Linked DNA regions of Bos taurus: region 2 is linked to region 1. Evidence: chromatin contacts called from public Hi-C data. All regions are on one chromosome and are shown on one strand. Each heading gives the region's core, a stretch centred on a gene start, on an enhancer-like site or on the middle of the called end of the contact. The rest is flanking DNA. Distances are from core to core; before and after follow the strand shown. Region 1 has its middle 11 kb from the start of TRNAC-GCA. Region 2 has its middle 100 kb from the start of USP12.

What was found. Hi-C and Micro-C count contacts between places; a contact is called where the count stands out from the background.
Region 2: a contact with region 1 is called in a Hi-C map of liver, with 2.4 times the contacts expected there. The contact joins two enhancer-like sites. A contact is called at or near these places in 2 of 11 Hi-C or Micro-C datasets (liver and skeletal muscle).

What each region holds. Positions count from the first base shown.
Region 1 is chr12:32,165,820-32,170,902 of ARS-UCD2.0, forward strand. No RefSeq gene overlaps it. Among named protein-coding and RNA genes, the nearest start is that of TRNAC-GCA, 11 kb to the left of the region's middle. Within about 2 kb of position 1,907, at least 3 of the 102 cell types and tissues checked have an H3K27ac peak or open chromatin away from gene starts, as enhancers often do. A contact at or near this core is called in liver, where this site is marked.
Region 2 is chr12:32,754,895-32,759,612 of ARS-UCD2.0, forward strand. No RefSeq gene overlaps it. Among named protein-coding and RNA genes, the nearest start is that of USP12, 100 kb to the left of the region's middle. Within about 2 kb of position 2,692, at least 12 of the 102 cell types and tissues checked have an H3K27ac peak or open chromatin away from gene starts, as enhancers often do. A contact at or near this core is called in liver, where this site is marked.

The DNA.
Region 1 (5,083 bases), core at 657-3,156:
GGCCCGGCATTGGGGGCCAACCCCCCGGGGAGAGTGGATGAGGGAGGGGTGTGAGTGAGGGGGTGGGAAAAGCAGAGGCTGGGACCCTGTTTTTGTTGGGCAGCCCTGAGCAGCCGTGACCTGGTGCCCAAGTGGGAGTCTCAGCCCTGTACCAGGCTGCAGCCCAGATCTGCTCAATCAGAAGATTGGGAGTCGGGCCTGGCAGTCTGGCTCGAACAAGCCTTGCAGGTAACACGGACTCACGCCCAAGTCTGAAAGCCTCCAAGGGAACGACAGTTTTAAACACTTTTAAAAAACTGATTATATTATTATTCTCAGTGAGAACATTCTCAAGAGAACATTACATCTAGAGAGAAAGAAGAGACAGCTTTGAGTGAGGAATGTTTAGGAGTTCATTCACTCTTTTACATGATCGGAAAACTACAAAACTTGATCATGCGTAAAGCAAAGAAAATTTCAATAACTACAGGACAAAGACCCCCAGGAATTCATAGCAAAAAATATAGCCCCCTCAAAATCTAACAGCTTGTTAATTTTATAAATGCTTTCTACATAGCTCAGAAAGAAACACAACTTGTTTGGGAAGAGTGAAAGAAGGCTGTTTTCTTGACTGTCTTTTACTCCCTGACATTCTCTGCCCTTGAAAAAGCTGTCACAACAAAGTGGTGTTGGATTGAAGCTCCCGATTTTTGGAATGTTTTCCGGGGATCCTCGCCCCTGGCACCGTCTACTGAAGCCCTCGTCATCCTATTGTAAGAATCTCAATTTGAAAACAGACTGAATGTAATTTCTAACTCTGGCTCTGCCACTAACTGGCTGGGGGAACCCCAGCAAGGTACTTGACCTCTTTGACCCTAAGTTTCCCATCTGGTGGGGTCCACCAGACCATGGCTTCCCGAAGGTCCCTGCGCTGCGTATACACAGTAAATGCTCAGAGGTGGGTGTAATCCATTAGTCATGCAGTATCATCTCAACTTGGGACTTCCCTGGCAGTCCAGTGGTCAAGACTGCGTGCATCCTCTGCAGAGGGCATGGGTTCAATCCCTGGTCAGGGAACTATGATCCCACATGCTGCATGCTGAGGCCAGAAAATAAAACAAACTTGAAGAAGTTAGACTAGACCTCGAGGAAATCAACTTGTAATGATGGGCATGGAAGGCAGGTAAGGTAAAAGTGTGAAAGTGTTTGTCGCTCAGTCATGTCTGACTCTTTGCAACCCCATGGACTGTAACCTGCCAGGCTCCTCTGTCCATGGGACTCTCTAGGCAAGAATACTGGAGTGGGTTGCCATTTCCTTCTTCAGGGGATCTTCCCAACTCAGGGATCAAACCTGAATCTCCTGCATTGCTGGTGGATTCTTTACTGTCTGAGCCACCAGGATAACCCCAAAGTAGGAGACCAAAGAGTAATACTTGTGTATATGTTTAGGCTCTGAGACATATGTTTAGTTACTCTGATCCTGTGACCGTGACATTGTGGAAAGAACAGGGAAATATAAGAATATCTTATAAACAGGCCAATGAAGCTTTCAAGGCTGGCGAATGTCTTCTGCCCTGTCTGCCAGGGTGTGTCTCCCAGCAGAAAGAATGGTGGGCATCAGCTGGGCCAGGGGTCACTCTGCAGATTTGCTTGCTTGCTGGACGAACACACCTGGCTGGCAGGCTGACAAGCAGACCTACCCCTCGTCCCCCACAATTACCTCCCCACAGAATGATTTATGGTTGTTCAGTTTCCATTTATAAAACTGACAACGTTCCCGCTGATAAATATGATATACGTGAAATTCAGCAGCCGCAGGATAAAAGCCGCTGGCCCCATGGCGACATCTGGCCGCCTGGCGAGGGCGTCATCCAGTGCCCTTCACCCCTTGGAGTGCTGACTGCTGTTCAGTGCAATAAAGAGAGTGTAAGGTCCACGGGGACATGACAACAGCATTCAATGCAACCAGTAGGTCCCATGGCTGGGGCTGATCCCAGGCAGAAACATTTGGAGTGAGACTCGGGAAGAAATGCCCTGCAGTGGTCCTCACGCAACAGTGTGTCTTTGCAGCGTGGTGTAGGGATGGTGACCTGGGTTCAGTTCCCGGATCACAAAGATCCCCCGGAGGAGGGCATGGCTACCCGCTCCAGTATTCTTGCCTGGAGAATCCCACGGACAGAGGAGCCTGCTGGGCTCCAGTCCATGGGGTCACACAGAGTCGGACACGACTGAGTGACTAACACCCAGTGGGGATGGTGACTTTGATGGTGAAGGGCACAGACGGGTTGACTGTGGAGCGGCGGGTGTTTTCACACACAGATGGTCTGCAAGGACCTCGTGCCCACCTAGAAGAGTGGTCTCTGTGACTGCAGTTCCAGTGGGGAATCGGTGCTGCCTTTTATCTGCAGATTTCAAGGTTCTTGATGTGAGTCATTCCTCCCTGGTACCTCCTATGAGTGATAGCCTTCATTTTTCCAGATAAGGAGCCTGTGCACATGCTGGGCGCTGGCCCCATGGGTCACTGAGTGGCTGACGAGTGCTCACCTGTCCCTGGCAGGTACCCTGACTGTCCTGAATCACCATGATGGCAGTCAGAATGGGGCAGGGTGTACCAGGAGAGGAAGCCAGGACCTAGAAGAAACAAAGCACAGACTTCTCTTGGACCCCAAACTTGGTGCTGTATCTAAATCAGTCATCAAGTGTGTTAAAAATATGGCTATCTGGTCAAATTGGTTTCCCTAAGTAGATCTGGGTTAGGGTGGGGACCAGAATTCTGTATGTGAACAAATTCTGCAGGTGACCATGATGCACACCCACATTTAGCTGAAAAGGGTCAATAAGCAAGGGACCCTGGGGTGGAGGGCGCTGGGGGCTCCCACAGGACCACACACTTGGGGGTGTCTGTCTTCACAGTGGCCATCAGCCCATACAGGCCCTGCCTCCACTCAGGCTCAGGGGTGTCATAGGTGAACCCCACTACCCTCAGCACAGTGTTTCTCAGTGTTTTTAGGTTCTTGTGCACCTTTGAGAACCTTCCTGGAGTTCTGTGATGGTGCAGTAGGGATCCACCTGCCAATGCAGGGGACAGGGCACGAGTTTGATCCCTAGTCTGGAGAGATCACACATGCTGCATGGCAGCTAAGCTCGTGTGCCACAACTATTGAGCCCGCATGCTGCAACTGCTGAAGCCCGTGCTCCTAGAGCCTGAGCCCTGCAAGTAGAGAAGCCTCGCAACGAAAAAGCCTGTGCACCACAGCTAGAGAGTCGCCTCCGCTCGCCACAGCTAGAACACAGCACACAGCAACGAAGATCTAGCGCAATCAAAAAGTGAATGTATTCAACTTTTAAAAATTTTAAATAAAAGTAAAATAGATTTTAAAATTTTAAACATGAAAACTTTCCTAAAAAAACATTCAGATGCCTACACAATCAGGCTTTGATTTCAGGAGTGTCTGTAAGAGGCAGATTTAGTGTTGGGGGAGGCAGATAATATTTGAGAGCTTCACCAAAACCTAAGAGAATCTGAAAGTAAATTTAAAACAAAATCTTGGGACATGCCTGGTGGTCCAGTGGCTAAGACTCCATTCTCCCAATGCAGGGGGCTGGGGTTTGATCCCTGGTCATGGAAGTGGATCCCACATGCAACAGTGAAGACCGAAGACCCAGCATGATGCAACTGAGACCCAGTGCAGCCAAATAAATAAATAAATGCCAAAAAAATAAAATCTTTGTCTTGCTCAGTGCTACTATAAATCGTGTTTCTCAAGGCTGCTTGGCCCTTGCCAGTGGTTGAGGTTCCTAGTCCATTAGAGGATAAGAAACGCTATCTGGGTTTTTGTTGGGTGGGTCCACTGGCACTTACCAACCAGTTCCATCTCTTTCCAGGGGTGCCTTTCTGATCTTAGAGCCTGCAAAGCTGGAACCCTATTGCCCTTGCTCCCTTGCAGCCAGACATGCACCAGGCTGCATTCCACACGCACTCTCACGGACGTGGAGGACAGGAGTTTGGCACAGGTCCCTGGGAGTGCTCTTGGATAAGCCTACAGGCAGTGAGGCCACTGCTGCGCCACCCTTTCCCGGGTCCAGCACCGGCATCCTGAGTGATGGGGGTCGGGGAGCATTTGCAGTACTTGTCTGTTGTTTAGTCACTCAGTCGTGTCCGACTCTCTGCGACCCCATGGACTGTAACCTGCCAGGCTCCTCTGTCCATAGGATTCTCCAGGCGAGAATACTGGAGCAGGTTGCCATTCCCTTCTCCCGGGGATCTTCCCAACCCAAGGATCAAACCCACATCTCTTGCGTCTCCTGCATTGGGGGGCGGATTCTTTACCACTAGTGCCACCTGGGGAGCCCTGATTAAACTGTACTGGAACATAAAATAAAAATTAAGTTAAAAATAAAACAAATAAACTGGTTCATTTAAAAAACTTAGTGGATTAAATAAGTTGTATCTATTTAAACACGGGCTTCCCTCATACTCAGCTGGTAAAGAATCCACGTGCAATGCAGGAGATCTTGGTTCTATTGCTGGGTTGGGAAGATCCTCTGGAGAAGGGAACAGCTACCCGCTCCAGCATTCTGGCCTGGAGAAATAAAAGATAAAAAAAAAAAAAAAAACGTAGCAAAGAGGAAAGGATGGGAAACAGTCTGGGTTGAGGAAGGGCCCCTCAAGGGAAGGGTTGCTTGAATTCAGCCTTGCAGCTTTCTCTTGAGGTTCTCCTGGCAAATAAGCCCTTTTATGATCATTCTCTCAGAGGGTAGATGGTTAATTGCTCAAGTGCTATTTGTTGGGTTAAAATGCAGAATTCTAATAATAGCAAGCACACTGAGCCCCTAGTGTATGTCAGGCGGTGTTCTCAGCGCTTTGGGTGTGTTATTCCGAGCACCCCTCCGAGTCACTTGGTCCTCCTCTTCCTGCGGCCACTGACGTGAGCTGCCTGCCTCCCGGCCATTCAGCAGTGTGTGGCGCAGAACCCCTGCTTTAAGTACTGTGCCGTTCACTTTCTCTTGTACCGAAATTGTAGCTCTCACATCACATTTTCGAGGCACTAGAAACTTCTCTTGCTTTTCTTTTCTTTTTTTGTGAAAATAGACTTTATATTTA
Region 2 (4,718 bases), core at 1,442-3,941, 590 kb after region 1:
GATCAGCGTCCATGCACCCAGACGTGGTGTTTCCTGGAACCCATCACGACCACACCATTCAGAGCCTGTGGGCCCCATCCCTGTGCCCTGAGGCTGTGCTAGGCCAGGATCTGCAGGGGAAGGAGGGCTTGAGCCTGTTGGTCCAGGTGGAGATGAGAGGGCAGGGAAGGGGCCCATTCCAGCAGGTGGGGTGTGGGTCCATCCTCTACATTTTCCTTATCACTGTCTCCAAGCACGGTGGGTTATGGAGAGGTGTCTGAGTGTTGCTTTGTATTTGTGTACATGTGTATGTGCCAAATACTTGTAGTTATTTTTAAGCCTTATTATCAAAATTTTGCACATTCAGAGAAACAGAGTAAATAATACAGTGACCCCCCCACCCCCGCCATGTACCCAGCAAGGATAGAGATCAATCAGTATACGGTTTCCAATGTTCTAGATGCTGCCACGTGCAGCCCTGGGTGTCATTTAGTATTTTCCTCTAGTCCTGTATTTCCTGTACACTAGTTGGTAGATCTGGAAACTTGATAGGGCTTGTTTTTTTTTCTTGGTCCAGACTGCTTCCTTTACAGGAGGTGGTGTTATTTCCATCAACGGCACATAGTGTTTTATTTATTTATTTATTTTATAGTTTGCTTGTTTATATTTTAATACATTTTATTTATTTTTGAAATTTTATTTTAAAAATTTGTTTACTCGTTGATAGCTGCACTGGTCTTTGTTGCTGTGTACAGACTTCCTCTATCTGTGGCGACCAGGGGCTAGTCTCTCGTTGCAGCGTGTGGGCTTCTCATGGCTGTGGCTTCTCTTTGTGGCAGAGCACGGGCTCTCGGGTGCTCGGGCTTCAGTAGTTGCAACTCGGTCGTTGTGACTCACAGGCTCAGTAGTTGTGGCTTGAAGCTTATTTGCTCCAAAGCACGTGGGATCTTCCCTGAACAGGGGTGGAACTTGTTGCCCCCTGCATTGGCAGGTGGATTCTTAACCACTGGACCACCAGGGACGTCTCTGTGGGCACTTTTAAGTACAACATATTTGAGAGAAGATCGGCGTGATCATACTCATCTGAAGAAGGGGAAAGAGTCACTTGCCCAGTAGACCCTGACTGGAGAGATGAGGTGGGGTCTTGGTACAAGCTAGCTGATGAATTAGATCGCAGATAAAAGGCTCTGAGCACATAGCTCAGCGGGTGGCCTCCTGAGGTTAGAGGATCCCAGAGCTGGCTGCCCGCTCACCAGGACAGGATGTCAATATTTGATGACATCCGGGGACCGCCTGGAGTGCCAGGTGACGGGTGTGCCGGCAGGAATCAGGATCAGCTTTTTCAAGGAACAGTACACCGCTCCTGTTCTGCAAGGAGAGCTTGGAAAGTGTTCCAAGAGTCCCCTAGCTTCTGTCCTTGGCAAGAAAGGTGCTTCTGATCCTTGCTGTCAGTTCAGAGGGGCCGGTGGAGTGGAAGGTAAAAGAATTACAGACTGAAATGTCTCTGAGCTGGGACTCCGTGGGTGGATGAGGACCCCAGCAGAAGGTTCGATAGAAGGTGTTGGAGCCAGAGCTGGGATGGTGGCTCATGGCGCCGTCTTCGTCCTGACAATGCCCTCCAGCGAGTATTCACATCTGTTTGCAAATTGGGAGACCCCATTCATCTTCTGCTGACATTGTGCTTTCCTAGAACACTGAGGCTTTGTACGCCCTTCATCTTAAATAATTAATTTATTTGACTGCACCGGGTCTCGGTTGCAGCATGAGAACTCTTGGGCTTCCCAGTGGTGCTAGTGGTAAAGAACTTGCCTGCCAGTGCAGGAGAAAAAAAGAGATGCAGGTTTGATCCAATGGCTCAGGAAGATCCTTGGAGAAGGGCATGGCAACCCACTCCAGTATTCTTGCCTGAAGAATCCCATGGACAGAGGAGAATCCCTGCCAGAGGAGCCTGGCAGGTTACAGTCCATGGGGTCACAAAGAGTTGGACACGACTGAAGTGACTTAGCACTCACACTTGAGAATTCTTAGTTGTGGCATGTGGGATCTAGTTTCCTGACCAGGGATGGAACCCAGGCCCCCTGCACTGGGGGCAAGGAGTCTTAGCTGCTACACCACCAGAGAAGTCTCTTAGAGTCCTTTTTATTGTTATTTCTTCTCTGTTGGCCTTGCCTCCCCAGTGAAAGGATTCTCCTGCACTCTGCAAAGCGCCATGATAGACCCAAATCAGGGTCTTAGCCATCTTCACTTGTTCTGCATTTGAGGTTGTTCAGGAATTTGGAAGAAAGTTGTTGGAGAATTTCATTGCAAGATGCCAAAGTGCTTTTCAAAAAAAAAAAAAAAGCTGAAAGTCCTGCTGAAAATCCTTTCTGAGTTTCACTCCTCTTGGAGAGAGGCCCTCCAAGGCTCAGGACTGGCAAGCCATAAAGATAAGAAGCCACGAAGCCTTCTCATCTTGGAAGGGCTTATCTGTATTGGGTCCGGGGAAAAGCCGCCTCCTAGAGGACGCCCCCCATTGGCGTCCTCACTGTGGACTTTACCAGGGCCATGTCCCCAGGCTCCTGACGTCAGGCCCCTGTACCTGTGGGCAGGGCCACGTTGGGTCATTGAAGTGAGCACACCCTGGAGAGGCAGGAAGCGTTAGCTGGAGTCAGAGTCGGGCGCCAGCAGGGCCCCTCCCCAGGGCCCTCTGCACTTGAGATAGCTCAGGGAAACTTTCTCATTATCAGTGTGACCTCCAGGGCCCTGAGCTGCCCGTTAATCATTACCTGGGCAGGGCTGTATCCTGGGCTCTCGGGCCTGTTTTTGCATCCAGCTGGGTTTATTACTGGCCAAGGGGCCTTGGTGGGTGTTTGGATTGCATACTGATGGGTGGCCACTTGGCTCCAACTCACCCTTGCTGGATGTAGGACACAGGCCTCTCCTGGGAAACTTGGGTCATCTGGGTGGCTGGTACCCCGTCCCTTGAGCTACTGGAGGCCCTGAGCACCCAACATCTCCTAGGGGAGAAAACCCAAGACGGAACTGGGGCACAGGAAGGCCAGGCCAAGAGGTGAAACCTCCGAGTTGGATGGTGAAGAGGCCAGGATGAGTCACAGCCGTGCCCCTGGGGGGCCTCTGCTCAGGCTCTAAACAGCTGGGCCAGATCAGGCTTCCTGTTCTGAAACCCTGTCTCCTTCTTGAAACCCACCTCCTCCTGTTTGTCCTCAGAGTTGCTGAGACCTGCCGGAGATGGTCGATGCACCTGTTGCGAAAGCGAGTTGACTTTCCCAGTAGCATCTCCCGGCTTCCTGATGACCATAACCCAGTTCTCGGCAATCAAAGAAAGTTGGCAAGGGTGGGGATGGGGCCCAGGGCCACCTGCCCAGATGGCCTCCCTTGAACGAGTCAGGTTTTACAGGAACACCTGGCCCTGACCCAGTCACTCGGTACAAAATCCCCGTGCCTCCCCAGCCCCAACTCACCCGTGTGCAGTGCTGTTCACACGATGCTGCCCGCCTCTGCCCCCACTGTCTGCTTTCCCACTGCCTCCCCTAACCGGCCGCCTCCTAGACCTTGCCCTTGAGCCAGCGGCCTTCTCTAGACTGCCCATCTTATTTAAGGCCTGAAACTCCTTCCCCTCCTCCAGGTGGGGTCTGCCCAGGGCCAGGTCTGAACCGCAGTCCACGCTCCATTTTTCCCTGAAGTTGGTGCCCAGGCTGCACTGGGCTGGGCAGGGCTACCCTTTCCTTTGGGTCACTCCAGGGAACTCCTGGGCCTGCTGCAAGTACAGGGATGTCACCGGGGTGACGCTGGGGCCCCTTCTGTGTTGCTGGGAAATCTGGCTCTGCTTGGGGTTGGTGTCTGTGCAGAACAAGAGGGGACTCTTGGTTCAGACGCGCGTCCACCTGTGTGCATCACGTGAGCCCCTCCACCCGAGGGTGGTGAGGGGGAGGCTGCACTCACGGCCCCTCCCTCTCTGTAATCCAGGCAGTGGGGGTGGCCATGGGAGCAGCTTCCTCCTGGGGAGGGGGCTTAAACAAAGGCTAGATCTGAAGCCCCTCCCCCTTGCACCCCCAGGGCATTTGTGGGCGGCCCTTTGGTTTTGCGCAGGGCACAGGTGCTGTTGCCAGGCAGGCACCCAGGCTAGTGAGTGGCCTGCATCTAACACTGCCTCCTTTATGCTCCCTTCCTCCTGGCCCTCATTCCTGAGTTTGCGTGATGGGAGAATACGTCACTACAGACGAAGCCTTCTTCCTCTCTTTTATGTCACATGCTCAGTTGATCAGTTGTGTCTGACTCTTTGCAACCCCATGGACAGTAGCCCATCAGACTCCTCTGTCCATGGGATTCTCCGGGCAAAATACTTGAGTGGGTTGCCATGCCCTCCTCCAGGGGAACTTCCCAACCCAGGGATCGAACTGGAGTCTCCTGCACTAGCAGGCGGATTCTTTACCACTGAGCCACCAGGGAAGTCCCATTTTTATGACACAGTTGACAGCATTAGTTTCCTTCATGATTTCTTTTATTACCCTCAGTTTTTATTAATCCCGTGGCTGCAGGTGATAACAATCTCATAAAATAATCACTGGGTGAAGCTCTGCTGGGAGGCCCATTCTGATGAGTTTGAGAGTGTCTCTTTGCCCCCAGGATATTGAGATATTGAGATTTGCAACCCCATGGACTGTAGCCCACCAGGCTCCTCTGTTCATGTAATTCTCCAGGCAAGAATACTGGAGTGGGTAGCCATTCCCTTCTCCAGG